2 separate regions of the Mus musculus genome follow, and region 2 is linked to region 1. The links are chromatin contacts, called in public capture Hi-C maps. All regions are on one chromosome and are shown on one strand. Each heading gives the region's core, a stretch centred on a gene start, on an enhancer-like site or on the middle of the called end of the contact. The rest is flanking DNA. Distances are from core to core; before and after follow the strand shown. Region 1 overlaps Tanc1 (tetratricopeptide repeat, ankyrin repeat and coiled-coil containing 1). Region 2 overlaps Marchf7 (membrane associated ring-CH-type finger 7).

The links. Capture Hi-C pulls out chosen DNA fragments and counts their contacts.
Region 2: a contact with region 1 is called in a capture Hi-C map of embryonic stem cells, with 3 times the contacts expected there. The contact joins two enhancer-like sites. A contact is called at or near these places in 1 of 115 datasets of contacts at active chromatin or transcription factors (embryonic stem cells) and 1 of 9 other capture datasets (embryonic stem cells).

The regions. Positions count from the first base shown.
Region 1 is chr2:59,772,342-59,777,799 of GRCm38.p6, forward strand. Tanc1 (tetratricopeptide repeat, ankyrin repeat and coiled-coil containing 1) reads left to right here. Exons shown (of 27, transcript NM_198294.3): 7 at 12-198. Among named protein-coding and RNA genes, the nearest start is that of Wdsub1, 110 kb to the right of the region's middle. Within about 2 kb of position 3,005, at least 25 of the 459 cell types and tissues checked have an H3K27ac peak or open chromatin away from gene starts, as enhancers often do. A contact at or near this core is called in embryonic stem cells, where this site is marked.
Region 2 is chr2:60,232,478-60,237,935 of GRCm38.p6, forward strand. Marchf7 (membrane associated ring-CH-type finger 7) reads left to right here. Exons shown (of 10, transcript NM_020575.2): 5 at 1,422-2,520; 6 at 4,277-4,449. Among named protein-coding and RNA genes, the nearest start is that of Marchf7, 25 kb to the left of the region's middle. Within about 2 kb of position 2,429, at least 14 of the 459 cell types and tissues checked have an H3K27ac peak or open chromatin away from gene starts, as enhancers often do. A contact at or near this core is called in embryonic stem cells, where this site is marked.

The DNA.
Region 1 (5,458 bases), core at 1,755-4,254:
TCCCCTTGCAGTGCACAGCCCTGAGTCAAGGCATCAGCCCTTGTTCCACACTCACAAGCAGCACTGCCTCTCCCAGCACCGACAGCCCCTGCTCGACCTTGAATAGCTGTGTCAGCAAGACGGCAGCCAGCAAAAGTCCCTGCGAGACCATTAGCAGCCCCAGTTCCACCCTGGAAAGCAAGGACAGTGGAATTATAGGTAAGAAGCACACTACCTGGCAATGTAACGGCCCGATGCATGGCAGCCGGAGCACTATAGCCACCTCGTGAGAGGGTTCCTTGTGGCCCGTGAAGGTCAAACTGTAGACACACCCCCCGCCCCCCTTACTGCTGACAACTCGGGGGCTGCCTGCAGCCAAGAGAATGAATTTTAGCTTCTCTATTCCTTGATGTTTATTTTATATCACTGCACCCATATGCTTTTTTTTTTTCTTAAAACAAAAACAAAAACAAAACCCCTCCCACCTTCCCGGTCACTTCATTCCTTTGCATTAGGTCCCCTTAGGGCACCACAGCAGGGTAATGAAATGCCTGCAAATAAAGCAGTTTTCACAACCAGATCTCAAGGTTGCTTTCCCGCCTGATGACCTATGGGGCTTGTGTTCTCTGAATGTTGCTTATAATGGGATCTGGTCACTGTTTTGAGGCCAGGGTTTTCTAAGAAAGCCTTCCTGGGCCTCCTGGTAGATGCAGTCCTGCTGAGTTGAAGACTGAATTCTAATGGGCTTGAGCAATATTGAATTAACTCCTTCACATACTTCCTTGTCTAGAAAACCAAGGATTTCAGCTAATTCGTTAGCCCGTAGACCTGTGCGATATTAGAATCCAGTGACTCTGAGAGTGTTCATTTCCGTACCCCAGCCTGGACTGATTGTTCGTATGATCCTGCAGGCGTGCTCAGCGGTGGCAGAGCAGTGATCTAGGGTGTCTGCTTTCCACCAGCAGACGGGTACAGTCGGGTGGGACCCAAAGGCGTCACTCGAGCCTTCTGCTGTACAATCATGTTGATATCACAGTGGGCCTCTTCTGAACAGTTCCCGGCCTTCCCTTTGCTGGGCTATGGCCATGTCTTTGAGGAGCCGTTATGTGCCATCTTTCATCAGCTCCATAGTCACATTAATACGTAGTCAAATAGACCTCTGAGCTCCGTGTTCTCTGGTCACTTGCGCTTTCATCCAAGTATAATTTAAAAACCAAATCATGCGTTTATCCAGTTCAGACTTTGAAGATGCTCCTGAACCCCACACCCGTGAAAGTACTGGGGTCCCGCTGTAGATCTCTGCATGTATTGGGGAGGACCCAGCTACAGCCAGGAGGCTGATCTCGGTGGGACCGAACTCTTACGGATCCGTTTCATGTTGCACTCATTTCGGTTTCAAAATGTAATCTACGCCGGGCGTGGTGGTGCACGCCTTTAATTCCAGCACTCAGGAGGCAGAGGCAGGTGGATTTCTGAGTTTGAGGCCAGCCTGGTCTACAAAGTGAGCTCCAGGACAGCCAGGGTTATACAGAGAAACCCTGTCTCGGGAAAAAAAAATGTAATCTACACATAATAGTCATTCCCTTAAACTATCGGTTAACTTCTAGTATGTTCAAAATCAGGTACCTGTCCTTACAAGCTGGTCTTAGAACACGGTCGCCATTGCCACGAGTGACATTCCAGCAGCTTGAAATTGTTGTTTGAGCTGATTTGGGGAATTCTGTATGAATGGAGGCCTTACCGCAAATCCTTATTTATTTATTTATTTATTTATTTATTTATTTATTTATTTCCCAGCCTCAAGGCCTTTGCCTGAGCTGATCCAGCCAGTTGGCTTTCTCATCTTCTCTACCTCTTCTGCTTTGTGAATTCATTTCAGCAAGCTCTTCCTGCGGAGCAGCTTTGTTTGTGCTCTGTGTCTGTGCTCTCCTCCATGGACAGACCTTTGATGCTAATTCAGTGGTAGCCACACGAGACTTCCTTAGCTCTTGAAATGCCATGTCCTTCTGAGAATTTAATCTCCCTTCAAGGATTTGGCCACTGCTACCTTTTTGGGACAGACTTCTCATCTTTACTGTTAGCTTGAGTCTTGGCGTTGAGTGTGTCTCGATTTTAAAGGTGCCATTCAGGCTGGAGGTCAGACGTCTGCAAGCGTGTTCAGGAGCAGAGCCACCCATCTGCCATTTGCTTTTCCCTTGCTCAGGTGCAGGGCTGGAATGTTGAAACCGACTTGTTTTGCAATACAAGGTATCAGACTAAGGCTCAGTATGTGTGAACCAAGCAAAATACAGCTAAGCTCCATCCCCAGCCCCTGCTAGCATTTACACACAAGAAGCAAAGGCACTGGCTTAGCTTTCTGCTCTGCCAGGGAAGGACTAAACTGCCAGGAAGCTCCTAACTAACACTTGATTTTTGTAATCTCCCCCATCTCTGCTATGAGACTCTGTGGTCGATGCTCCCGCAGCCCACGGTGGTCTCCTTCAGTGTACTTACTATTTCATTTTGGCTCCATACGGATGAGAGCTGTGTTTTACCAACTCTGGGATCCGAGCCGAGTACCAGGAAGGCGATATTAAGGAGAGAATTGCTGCCAGTCTGCAATGGCCCTGAAGCAGCCACCTTCTAGTTGCCTTATAAAGAACTTCTTGAGATTCCTATTTTGAGTAGGTTTGTTAAAACTTTTACTATCACGGTGTCTTAAGTTCTTAGGACCATTTATGTCATCAACAGTGCTCCTTGGTCGATATTTTCCCTTAACTTGGCTAAGCATGAAGAGCTGAATAAATTGACATAAGAATGGGAAAGTGAGGGGGGGGGGGTTTAGCAGTCTCTTGAGATGAATGGGAGACCCCAGCTTCTGGGCACCAGGCTTGCACTGCATCGGTCAAGGCCCTGGGTAGGTGAGAGAGGCTGTGCTGGTGACCCGTGTGCCTCCGTTCTCTCTCCTCTGTGACCTGTGGCACTAAAGTCTGTTGCCAAGGTGTGGTAGGGAGGAGAAGGAAAAGAAGCAAGAATTTCCTCTCCAGGCTGACTTGAGCTGCAGGTGTCTGAAGAGGCCAGAGGGGAGGAGCATTCTCCTGCTGCAATCTCTGCAGGCTGTGCAGGTTCCCAAGCTGGAGCTGACAGGCATGGATGCTGTATTTGTGGCTCTGTGATTGCCGGGGTAGGACGTGTTTCTGTGTTCTGAAGAACTTGCTGAGTTTATGAACTGCAGCCTGTGGTCCCAGCTATTGGGCATCATAGGTGTTTAAGAAAGTAAAAGATTTAAGAACCCCTTGATCTGACTGGGCGGAAACAAAGGTCAAACACTCTGGTTTCCCACCTCAGAAGCCCTGGCAGCGCCTTTGTAGAATGTGTTGGAGAGGCTTTGAGTTCCAATGAGACACGGCTGGAAGAGAGGGGACCCAGCTTTTCTTTAACTTTCCATTTTAAGTAGGGGTAGCCACTTGAACTGGGGGAGCCAGCATTGAATAGCAAAGGCCCAGGCCTCCTGGGTTTTGTGTGCTTGGGGCAGCAAAAGGCTCAAAGCAGTGTTCTGAGCACAGTTTAGTCAGGGCATTAGGGGACATTTCAAAAAGTGCCAACCTGTCCTTGGAAATTCCTCAGTCTCCTCTTACTTCTTAGGCCGATTTCCAGCACGCTGATCGTGTTGAATCTAAATCACTCCACCCAGCAGATGCAGGGAGAGTAGCTTGTGTTGCCACATGCCCGGGCAGCTTCCTCAGATACCACAGGTACCCCGGCTGCATTGGGTTTCCACAGTTTAGCAAGGGGCCAGTGACCGTTAGAACATACTGGACCACCTTCCAATTCTTGCTCTGGGAGACCAGGGCTTAAGGAACTTCCCTGTGCCTCTTCACCCTTCTCATGTCATCTAGAAGGAAGCCCCACTTTATCCAAGAGGTCCAGGTTCTCCCGACATTCAAGTCTTTAGAAGCGCAGTGACTCTGTCATGTGGAAGTACTGGCTAAGCGGCTGGGACTAACTGCGTTCTCTGTGAGTGTCTTTATTTATTTTAAAGAAAAGTTCTTCTGGTGCCTGCTCTTAACTTACTGAAACCGTTGGTATTACCTGGATGCTGATTTTCAGATTTGCAGTGTGAAAACCTGCTAAGTGTGAACCCCAGATGTAGCGGTCACTGTAAAAACAACTTGCAGTCACTTGCTTTAAAAGAAAAGCTTTTATAAAGAAATGGCTTAAAAGGTGTTTCCTCTATGCCTCAGGAAATGTTTTCTTACTGACACCCCTTCAAGTTGCTTCCAACTGTTACAGGTGGAATTGTAATTTGTGTTAATCCCAGTTTAGGGGGAAAAGCCTCTCTCTCTCTCTATATATATATATAGATAGATAGATAGATAGATAGATAGATTATATAGATTATATATATATATATAAAATCTATTTACTAATAAAGTAAAAATGAATAAAAAATCTATTACTATATGGAATATATATTCTATATAGTAGTAGATTATATATGTATATATGTATATATATATATGTGTGTATATATATATATATATGTATACACACACACACACACACACACACACACACACACACACACACACTAATCTGACCTTCCAAATTTTTCAGAAATACTGGGTTTTAAGGCATCTTCTGAATTATAGCTGTTCAATTTTTATGTCCATATGATGATAAATATTTTAAATGTGTATACTTATTTCAAGAAAAGAGATGTTTTTCACTGAGGAAGACAGGGTAGACTCATTGAGGAGAAGAAATACAAATTAATCCTGGCCTTTCTACCAGAATTTGATTCATATAAATACGTAGCTGTGAATTCGCTTCTCTGCTTTAGCTCTGCACCCACTTTTATTTTGACATGCCTTGACCAGCTCAGTGGGCACTTCTAAACGTGCCCCCCCCCCCCAAATGCCTAACACATACCTCCCCCTCCAGTAATCTTGAGTTAACATCTTTTAAAATCTATATTTCATGTCTGCTACCCCAGACCCAATCAGGGCATCTTTCCTGGCATCTTACGTGTTGGCAGGCTTTAAGTCAGTTTCCTCTGCTCCCCTGTCATGGCAATTCTCTTCTCCTTCCCCTCTCTCCCTCAGTCCCTTGCCCCACAAAATCTAAAAGTCCTGCCTCCATCTCCCTGCCCAGCCATTGGCTGTTCTGCAATTCATTATTACCAATTGAAGCCAGCTAGGGGCAGGGACCCTCAGCATCTGGAAGCAAGGCTCTTGGGGTCCAAATTAAGACAAAGCATTAGAACCAATTCCCAACATGAATATATACATATGTGTATGTATGTGTGTGTGAATGTGTATGTGTGTGTGTATGCATGCATGCCTGTGTCTATGTGTGCATGTGTGTATATATATGTGTGTCTGTATGTATGATGTGCCTGTGGATATATATGCTATACTGTTCATGTGGCAGTCAGAAGACAATCCAGCAGAGTCACTTTCCTGTTTCTGTCTTTATGGGGTGGCAGGGATCCGTTTTA
Region 2 (5,458 bases), core at 1,179-3,678, 460 kb after region 1:
GATATCAGAACTGTTTAGTTTTTTTTTTTTTTTTTTTTTTTTTTAGTATCTTTGTTTATTCTAAAAAATATAAACAGTCTAAAACATGTTCTTGACTATTTGGATTCTCTATGCTTTAAAAAATCTTAATATATGTTAATAAAGTATTATTTATAGCTAATTCTTCTATAGGATAGCGTGACTTGTCTATAACAGTTTTAATGAGTACTTTTAGCTGAATTATGAACTAACTCTATGTTGTGCTGTTTGTCACTATTTTATGTGTATGAGTGTATTTGCCTACTTGTGTGGCTATGCACTACTTGTGAGCCTAGTGCCCAGGGAGCAATACTGTGACAGATCCTATAGATTTGAGTTGCAGATGGCTGTGAGCCACCCTGTGGGTACAGGGAATAGAACCCACGTCCTCAAAAAAAAAAAAAAAAAAGCTAGTGCTCTTTCTAGCCCCTGACGTCATCATTTTAAGGATTACGTGGAACTGTATGATTTACTTGATTATAATTACATTTTGAAATGTACGGTTTTTCTCTCTTGCGTAAACTTAGCTTTTCAGAAGTGATCATATTTAAGTGAGTAACAGAAGAGTGCTGCTCAGAGTTAACAGTAACGTGGAGGAGTGGGGGTGGTGCTTCTTTTAATCACAGTCAGCAGATATAGGCTCAGCCTGTGGATAGTTTATTCTTTTGTGGTCCCAATAAGTTAATAGAGTAATAAATGTACCTCTTACACGGGGTAGATGGAAAGTGTTTTTTCATAAAAGACTAGTAGTGTTTGTGATCTCCACTCAGATTGAAACGGCCAGTTCAGGAGGTCTGTTTTTTATCTGGTTGACCTTGAGGCAAGGCCACCCTGAAAAGCAGAGGAACCTGGTGATCCTCCCTCTGCCACCCAAGTGCTGACAGGATCCCTCCTCCCTGTCTTGCTTTTGAAAATGCAGATTAGCAGAGGCCTGGATTGAGCACAGTTCCAGCCAGTGTTAAAGGACTAGACATTCTTACTTGTTAGCAAGGCATAGCATGAAATTATATGGGCCCTAAACATTTATGTAAAGTAATCTTCATATTTATTGCATAGAATAAGAAGAATCTTGAGAACTGTTTTCCTGGAATGCATATTTTTTTAACCATTACACTGTATTATTTGGCTTAAAGTTGTGTGTCAGTATCCGTTTCCCATTAATGCATTTCACTTGTGTCATCAGCTCTGTTTTTGAATTTGCAGTACTCTACTTTGAGTTTGTACTCTACTCAGGAGTACTTCAGAAGTAAATTTTTTCTTATAATAGTTAAACTGTTTGTTATAAGATAGATAGCATTTCATTTCAAACCCTAGTCTTTCAGTTTGGCAGGAGTCAATAAATGTGCATTCAATAATGCTTAAATTATTTCATAATTGGTTACCTTCCCTTCTTTCAAAAATAGATGTTCAAGAAAGAGTTCCTTCTTCATATTCACAGGGAGCAAGACCAAAAGAGAATGCAGTGAGCACTTTACAGTTGAATTCATCATCCACCAATCACCAATTGCCTTCTGACCATCAGACAGTACCAAGTTCTAGGGACTCCAGTAGAAGTTCTTTCAGATCACATTTTTCTCCAAGACAATCAGAATCTTTTCGCAACAGTTCACATCCTGCATTTTCATATTTTTCAAGTAGAAATGAAACTCCAACTATAAGCAATTCAGAAAGGGGTTCATCTCAGAGACCATATCGAGAATCTTCTGACAATGAAGGTAGGCGTACAACTAGGAGATTGCTGTCACGGATAGCTTCTAGCATGTCATCTACTTTTTTCTCACGAAGATCTAGTCAAGATTCCTTGAATACAAGATCTTTGAGTTCTGAAAATTATATTTCTCCGAGAACCCTGACTTCACAGTCTCGGAATAATGGAACCTCCTCGTCCTCTGACGTCAGTGAGGGCAGGGCAGCTGAAGCATCTCAGGGATTTAGATTTCTTAGGCGAAGATGGGGGTTGTCGTCGCTCAGCCAAAATCATAGCTCTGAACCAGAGGCAGAAAATTTTAACCAAGAATCAGAAGGTAGAAATTCAGGACCATGGTTGTCTTCTTCACTTAGAAATAGATGCACACCTTTGTTCTCGAGAAGGAGGCGAGAGGGAAGGGATGAGTCTTCAAGAATGTCTACGTCAGATGTACCACCTAGATCTCATATTTTCAGAAGAGATTCAAATGAAGTAGTTCATCTTGAAGCACAGGGTGACTCCCTTGGGGCTGCTGCCAACCGACCACAAGCATCTGGAGCGTCAAGCAGTGCTGCTGCAGGTGGCTCCACCCCAGAGTTGCCTCAGGGTGGAAGAAATCCAGGACTAACAGGGATTCTTCCTGGCTCCTTGTTCCGGTTTGCAGTCCCACCAGCACTCGGCAGTAATCTGGCTGACAATGTCATGATTACTGTAGATATTATTCCTTCTGGTTGGAATTCAACTGATGGGAAAAATGATAAAGCTAAAAGTGCACCTTCAAGAGACCCAGAAAAACTTCAGAAAATCAAAGAAAGGTAAATTTGAATATTAACAAACATTGTAAGCTAGATCAGATTAAAGATTTAAAATAGCTCTTGTTATCTAAATTTTCTTACAGACAAATGGTGATATAACCGTAAGGTAAGTTTTGGGGCATGAGTTTTACCAAGAAATGATGTGTGGGGCAGTGGTGGCACAAGCCTTTAATCCCAGCACTTGGGAGGCAGAAGCAGGCTGATTACTGAGTTCGAGGCCAGCCAGGGCTACACAGAGAAACCCTTGTCTCGGAAAAAAAAAAACAAAAAAACAAAAAAAAAAACCCCAAAAACCAAAAAGGTGGGGGGGGGGGGGAAGGAAGGATGAATCTGACATGTCTTAATTTATCTTGATACATACAAATGCAGATCAGTTTCTTTTTCCATAAATAGAGTTACTGCTAAATGGAATTGAGTTAGGAACAAGAACCAAATGGTAGCAAATTACCAATCTATATTAGCCTTCAATAAATTAATTGGCTTACCACTTATTTTTTTCTCAATTTTCCCTTTTAAAGATACACTTTAATATGGGTTATTTTCCTGATTTTAAACTTCCACAGTTTTATTTTAAAGAAACATTTACTCTCCCCTAGTACTCTTTAGCGTCACTACTTGTTCATGATAGCAGTTTCCGCTGATTGTAAGCGATCTGAAGATTGTAGCTTAGGTTTCTTACCTTCAAAGATGGCTTTATTGATCTTGACTGTTTACAGTGATGTACCGCTCTGCCTGGTTAGGTGGGTTTTGGTTTTATTTGGTTGGTTTTTGCTTTTTTTCTTTTTGAGATAGTCTCATTATTATGTAGCCCTAATTGGCCTGGAGCCAATAGAGATCTACCTGCTTCTGTCTCCCACATGTATTAAAGACACATACTACCACACCGCGTCCTAGATAATATAGTTTTAAAAGATCATTTATCTTGACAGAGTTTATAGTATGTGTTTTTATGTGTTTATTATATTTTAACCTCCTATATAAGGATTTTAAGACTACACTGATTGATAAACACAGAAAAATTGGATCTACTTAGTAAAATAGAGTTGAAACATGAAGGGAGACATGTTAAATACAAAACAGAATGTTTAGCTTTTCAGAGTCGTTTGTGCTCAATGTCGTGTTTCTGATTAAGCTAAGGCAGAAAGTCACCTTACATAAGTCCGTGTGTCCCTTTCTGTAAATGTCTTGCTAACTTGACTCACACTGTCCAGGCTGTATTCGTTCAATACTGTCCATTTATTGTATGCCTCTTTGATGTGCCATCAGTTAACTAACAAAATATGACTTTTAACAGAAAACTTTGCTTGTTAAAAGAGAATTCACATATAAATGGTACATGTTAGTCTGTTTATGAGGATAATAGAAAATGTGGGTTTTAACGATTAAGATGGTTCTGCAGTAACCTTGCAATTGTATTGCAGTTGACAAATGACATGTGTGTTACCCTTTACTGTTGGGTTTCCAGTAACCTAGAACACTTGAATAGTTAAAAATCTCAGTGATGTTGAAAAAGGTGGACTTAAGATACATTTCTGAAAACAAAAGGTGAGCCGTTTGAAGATGACCAGTGGTGCGGTGCAGCAGGCCTTAGTCGTGTCCACATTGTGTTCACAGTGGCAGGAACTCTCAGGTCACCCTCAGTGCTGCTTGCCGTACTCCTCAGTAGAAGTAGAAATGAAAGATTGAGATTCTGGATAATGAAATGGCTATTTAGGAGGAATTAAGATAGTTTTGAATTATGTGCCTTCTCTTTCAGCCTCCTTTTAGAGGACTCTGATGATGAAGAAGAAGGGGACTTATGTAGAATTTGTCAGATGGCAGCAGCGTCATCATCTAATTTATTGATAGAGCCGTGCAAATGCACAGGGAGCCTGCAGTACGTCCATCAAGAGTGTATGAAAAAGTGGTTACAAGCCAAAATTAATTCTGGTAAGATTCACCCTCTTAGAGAATTGTTTTCAGATTCTTTTTCTAAGATATATACATATTGTAGGTATTTCAACTAACAAATCTGTATACTATATATAATTATAATTTAACCAGTGTTTATGACATAGTCCATCTTAAACCACACTAAATGATAAATCAGACACAGTCACCATTTAGCAGCTGTGTATTTTGAGAAAGATTTATTGCCTGTGCCATTTGTCAGGTTGTCAAGGAATTCCTTTGTTATACCAGTTTTCATGGTATTGGTTGTTAAGGGAGCACCTTTCTTAGGCTACACCTTTTAATTTTAGACCTTGATAATAAGAATCTGGCTTTCAGAAGGAAAAGAACATTTTAGCAGAGAGAACAGCTACTAGGAAAGACTTAGGTGTATTTAAGGAACTGAGTGGTCATGGAATGGCTGGCATCTAATTAATAGTTGAATATCAGTTTGGTTGTTACAGTTGTGCTAAGAATAGCAGAGGCTAACTCATGCAAGACTTTTTAAAATAGGGGTTAGAGCTTAAGTTTTTATTTAGGTATAATAGGAAGTCACTGAAGGAGGCAAAATTGAAAGAAATTTTTTTTTTTTTAATTTTCCAAGTTAGTTACTTTGTGTAAACTCGGCTGTCCTGAAGCTCTTTGTAGACCAGGCTGACTTCAAACTCACAGAGATCAGGCTGCCTCTGTATCCCAAGTGCCTGGGACTGAAGGTGTGCACTACCACCTGGCTGAAATGATCTTATTTGATGGTTGCTCTGGAGAATAGGCTTCAGGGGAAGACCAGACCTGTAGCCCGGAAACTAAGCATAATCTAGTCTCAAAGCACTTGCTGGAGTAGGTGATTGATAATTTCTCATGGAAATGGGATGATATAGGTATGTTTTAGAGGTAAGTTTATTGAAATTTGCCAGGAAATTATAGACCTTTTACTGAAATAAGAAAGATAGAAATAAAATTAGATTGAGACAGGGTAACTCAGTTATATTTTGGATGTGTACTATATTTG